2 separate regions of the Oryctolagus cuniculus genome follow, and region 1 is linked to region 2. A link is a contact called in public Hi-C data. All regions are on one chromosome and are shown on one strand. Each heading gives the region's core, a stretch centred on a gene start, on an enhancer-like site or on the middle of the called end of the contact. The rest is flanking DNA. Distances are from core to core; before and after follow the strand shown.

Region 1 (2,700 bases), core at 182-2,681, 140 kb before region 2:
GCTCTTATTTCCTCTGTTTCGGGATTTTTGATCCAAAAAAATCCTTGCCCATCTCAGTGTACTAAAGTATTTCCCTATGTTTTCTTCTAGTAATTTTGAAGTTTAAAGTCTCACATTTATACCTCTAATCCATTTTAAGTTGATTTCCACACGTGGTTGAAGATAAAGGTCTAGTTTCCTTCTTCTGCATGTGGATATCCAATTTTACCAGCACCACATTTATTGAAAACAGTTCTTTTCCCGATGCATATTCTTAGCACCTTTGTCAAAGATCAGTCAGCTTCTTGGGTTTCTATTCTGCTCCGTTGGTCCACGTGTCTGTGTTTACGCCAACACAACACTGTTTTAATTATGTAGCTTAGCAATACATTTTGAAGTCCAGCGATGTGATGCGTTCTGCTTTGTGCTTTTTTGCTCAAAATTGCTTTGGCTATTCATGTTCTTTTGTGTTCACATATACATATTGCTAGTGTCTTCTATATATGTGAAAAATACCTTTGGTATCTTGATAGGGGATCGCATTGAATCTGTATATGACTTTAGCTAGTTTGAAAATTTTAAGTATATTGATTCTTCCAATACTTAAACATGGTAGATCTTTGACTTCTTTGTATCCTCTTCAATTTCTTTTTCTTCAATGATTTACAGCCTTCATTGTAGAGAACTTTCATCTCTTTGGTCAAACTTTGGAAAGTTTCCTTTTATTGTCTCTTTGAATATGCTTTTAACCCCTTTGTCATTCTTGAGTTCCTCCTGACCCCTAATAATTTGAATGTTTGCTCTTTTCCCTCCATCTCAAATTACCTGTAAACTCTCACCATTCCTTGACTGGGTATTTTCAAAAAGCTTGAACTGATTCCTTCTTCCAATTCATCTATTCTACTATTGATGCCTTCTATTGCATCTTTAATTTTGCTAAGTGTCATTTTCAGTTGAAGGTTTCCTGTTTGATTTTCTTTAATAGTTTCCATTTCTCTATCAAGACTCTATGTTAGAGCATTAAATCATTTCTCTGTGTACTTTAGAAGTTTCTTGAGTTTCCTTAAAAAATGTTATTTTGATGTCTTCATCCAAGCATTGAAATACATAAAACTAGAGATGAAAAGGGAAACATTAAGATTCATACCATAGAGATGCAAAGTACTGTTAGTGATTACTACGAACAATTATGTGGCAAAAAAATTGGTAACTTAGAAGAAATGGACAAATTCTTGGATGCACTTTACTAAGATTGAATCATGAAGCAATAGAATAAAGAGATCAGTAGTAGTTAGCAAGATTGATGACATTTGACCTTTCTGGTCTTGATAGTTGTACTCTAATATGGGATGTGAACATACCAAGTGGCATCTTAACCCCTATGCCAAACACTTGAGCTTCCTGGAAGTTCCTGATGTTTGTTGATGTTGACATCATGTGTGCATTGAAAGATGGGTTATGATACTCTGGCTTTGTTTGTGGCTGTCTTTCCAGAAATTCTAAGCAGGTGATCTCTGAGCCTATGGACACTTCTGCTATTTCACCACTAGATGGTGGCCTAAATCAATGTTTGCATCAGGTCTGCTCAGTGTGTTTTCACCAGTTGTGTTCCACAAGCACTTATTTGTCACAAAATTAATGAGTGTTTCAGAATGAACTATGGAAGTATCTAAAAATTATCTAAAATACTCATCCCTAAAACCTCTTCCAGGGGCTTGGATAAGCCTAAGTGTTTAGTCCTATGACACAATAATACATAATACATAAAATACATAGTACATAAAACTCATAGCCCTCCAAGACCTGTGTAACCTGCGGGGTAGGAACAAAGCCAGCCCTGCTAAGGCCTGTCTGCTCCTGAGCTGGACTTACCACCTGATGCCACTCTTACCAGCCATTGGTGATTCTAGCTAGGATATAGAGCTGCTCAAATGGGGCCTCAGAATTCCATTTGGCACACAGATCCAATGCCTCTGTCTGCATCACTGACTTGGGCACAAGCATCTGTTAGGATCTTCTCAGTGTTGGTTTTTCCTGAACGACATTGAATCCCAAAACATTCTTCTGGTTCTTTGCTGTCTTCCAAGGTTGAAGGAAGGATGACAGAGATCCTCAGTCTCCCAGACTGGCACTAGGTGGGTCATATCTGGGTCTCAAGTCATCACCCTGTGCAACCTTGCAGTGTGTGTCAGGCCAGTGTGCGGCTGGCAGTGATACAAGCTGAAACAAGCCAATCCCACCAGGGTACAAGTCTCCATCCAATACTGGGGAAACTCTCTATGCCAAACAGATAAATGGGCATACATCTCTAGGGGAGAAAGAAACCAAACCTGTGTACAAGAGTTTATCTTCCTGGGCCTCTCATCAGATTGCAGACCCAGATTCTACTATTTATTCTCTTCCTCATCATTTATTGTTGACTCCGCTTGGAAACCTATTCATCATTGTTCTCACCTCCATGGATTCTCAACTCTTTTTTCTAAGAAACCTTTTTTCTAAGAAACCTCTCTTACACAGATATCTGTATTTCTACCAGCAATGTCCCTCAAGTGTTTGTTCACCTCCTGGTAAAAGTGAAAACAGTCTCCATTTTGTCTTCCTTCTACTTGGGAGTACAGAGTGTGCACTGCTGGCAGTGATGTCCTATGACTGGTATGTGGCTGTCTGCAAGCCCCTGCACTACTCCACCATCATGACACATTGGGTGTGTGCCCAGCTGGC
Region 2 (2,970 bases), core at 45-2,544:
GCTAATGTGAATCAACCAGATCCACATGTGTCAGCATGGGTAAATATCAAAATATTTGGTGAAAAATATAAATTGCATTAATACAGTTATACTTTAAAAATAACTAAATACAAGTGGAGTGAGACATTAAAAAATCAGGATATTTAGCCTAAGGAGGAAATGAAGGAGCTGGGATAAGTGGGCTTTAGCTGAATTTGATGTTTTATTTCTTTAAAAGTATCATCTTAAGCAAAAAGGCCAAGCGCTTAAATTTCTGTGGTTTGGACATTGACATTTCTTACTATTAGTTCAAAATATTTAATACAAATTTTAATATTAAAAAGTTGGGCATAGCACCCAGGATATAATAAGTACTGAAAAAATACTAGTACTTATTATGAAACTTTAATTTGCAACACAATTAACAGTGGTCTTCCCTCCCTGCTTTGTTCTCTCATCAATATGGGTGACTCCTCGTTCTGTTTGAGTTTCTAGAACCTTCCTTTTTTTAGACTGTGTTCACAGCTAGCTCACCTTAACCTCAGGGGTAGAACTTGCATATTGGAGCAGCAAATCTTAGAGGAAATTGCAGTTTTTCCCTTTATATTCATTTTGAAGCATAATAATGGTGAAAAATCTCCAAATAACAGAAAAGCTGTTTCTGAGTAGCAACCTCCTGAATCTTGAAATTGTTAGTAAATTTTTTTTTTTTTTTTTGAGAGAGAGAGAGAGAGAGAGGTCTTTCATCCGTTGGGTCATTCCCCAAATGACCCCAATGACCAGAGCTGAGCTAATTCGAAGCCAGAAGCCAAGAGCTTCTTCCGGGTTTCCCAGCCGGGTGCAGGGGCCCAAGGACTTTGGCCATCTTCTACGGCTTTCCCAAGTGGAGCAGCTGGGACTCAAACCGGCGCCCATATGGGATGCTGGCACTGCATGCTACGGCTTTAACCCACTGTGCCACAGCACCAGCCCCAAAACTATTAGTAATTTTAAAAGAACAAATGACGTATAAATATTTAGAAATAAAGACATATGCAGTTTAGATGAGTTTGAGAGATTATAGGATGCAAAGGCTATATATTTCTTAGACATATATAATACAACAGCCCCAACATTTCTTTACTGCGAATTAATGTATTAAAGCTATCTTTGTATGCAAGAAGTCTAGTCAATTGGCAACTCTTTGTAATTACTTTCATAATGATGAGAGAGAAGGCATATCACATTTCTCAGGACTTATCATTTGGGTAAAATTTAAGCAATGAGCATCCTTTTTTTTTTTTTTTTTTTTTTTTTTTGACAGAGTGGATAGTGAGAGAGAGACAGAGAGAAAGGTCTTCCTTTGCCGTTGGTTCACCCTCCAATGGCCACCATGGCCAGCGCACCGCGCCTATCCGAAGGCAGGAGCCAGGAGCTAGGTGCTTCTCCTGGTCTCCCATGGGGTGCAGGGCCCAAGCACTTGGGCCATCCTCCACTGCACTCCTGGGCCACAGCAGAGAGCTGGCCTGGAAGAGGGGCAACCAGGACAGAATCTGGTGCCCCGACTGGGACTAGAACCCGGTGTGCGGGCACCGCAAGGTGGAGGATTAGCCTATCAAGCCGCGGTGCTGGCCAGCAATGAGCATCTTAACCAAAATCTTTGTATGTTCGATCTTGAGACTTTCTCAGCCTGCTCCTGAGAACCCATATCCTTCACATTTCTTATGTCCAGATGGTTCCAGGACCATCCAAACTCTCCGCAGGGCAACTGACAGCGTCACTGAATATTTCCCTACCAGGTGAGGCCTGACCATCTGCCATTTCTAATCACAACCTGTTTTACTGCTGTAGCTGCGGAGGATATCCAGAGCTGGAGGTATAATTCCATTTTCCTAATAGGGAAATTCCTTTACCTCCTTCCCCTGCCTTAGGCCAGGTGAGATGGGGAAGACTTTTCTGCCTGTATCCTATCTAAGTGGACCCTTTTTATCAGTTTTTAGTCTTTAGGCTTATGTGGTTCCCAAGTTGCCTACTTGTTTGCCTTATGTTAAAGGTATAACTCCTCTTCCTCCACAGAAATTTTATTTGGTACAGTTACTATGATCTCATAAATATTTTCCTCTGTGGGGCATTTTTAAGAACTCAACAGAATCACATGGTGTTTTTACTGTGCACGTGTGGAATCTAGTAATAGTAGGAATTCCTTTCAGAATCTGCATGGTCTATTTGTGAATAAGGTGATTCCAAAGCTAATTTCTCTCACAGTGTAGCACTTCAAAGAACCATTTAAAATGATTCTGAGTAAATATTTTGTAGATGTCTTTGAATATGGTTATCAAATGCAAAAAATTAACTCTAGGGTAATCATAGCAATGATGACCTTATTGAATGCATCTTGCTATTGTTTTTGTTAAAATGCTCATGGAGAATGAAAAACTAGGAGATCTATTATGAAATTTTTAGAGAAAACAAGAAATAAAGAAGCTTCCCTGTAATGTGTAAAGGCTCCTTAATATAGTAGGGAATTTTTTGGTTATGCATGTAAACCCTCATTCTGTTACTTACGTAGCTTAGACAATTTTCTTAAACTTTTTTCTTTAAATATTTATTTATTTGACAGACTGTTACAGAGAGAGGTAGAGACAGAGAGAGAGAGAGAGAGAGAGAGAGGTCTTCATCTGCTTGTTCACTTCCCAAATGGCTACAAAGACAATGACTGGAGCTGAGCTGAGCTGAAGCCAGGAGCTCCTTCTGTGTCTCCCACGTAGTTGCAGGGATCCAGGGACTTGGGCCATCCTCTACTGCTTTCCCAGGCACATTAGCAGGGAGCTGGATTGGAAGTGAAGCAGCCGATACTCGAACTAGCACCCATATGGAATGCCAGTGCTGCAAACCAGGGCTTTTTTTTTTTTTTTTTTTTTGACAGAGTGGACAGGGAGAGAGAGAGAAACAGAGAGAAAGGTCTTCCTTTGCCGTCGGTTCACCCTCCAATGGCTGCCGCCACCTGTGTGC

Evidence for each region. A called contact is a pair of places that touch in the nucleus more often than the background predicts.
Region 1: a Hi-C map of an unstated tissue shows a contact between it and region 2, with 4 times the contacts expected there. The contact joins the promoter of OR2D3 here to the promoter of SYT9 in region 2. A contact is called at or near these places in 4 of 6 Hi-C or Micro-C datasets (ear pinna, embryonic fibroblasts, skin fibroblasts and 1 more).

What each region holds. Positions count from the first base shown.
Region 1 is chr1:59,554,409-59,557,108 of mOryCun1.1, reverse strand. OR2D3 (olfactory receptor family 2 subfamily D member 3) reads left to right here and starts at 1,431. Exons shown (of 6, transcript XM_070060222.1): 1 at 1,431-1,486; 2 at 2,292-2,347; 3 at 2,350-2,391; 4 at 2,394-2,464; 5 at 2,466-2,568; 6 at 2,571-2,700. The coding sequence starts at 1,431.
Region 2 is chr1:59,411,945-59,414,914 of mOryCun1.1, reverse strand. SYT9 (synaptotagmin 9) reads left to right here and starts at 1,294. Exons shown (of 14, transcript XM_070074132.1): 1 at 1,294-2,970.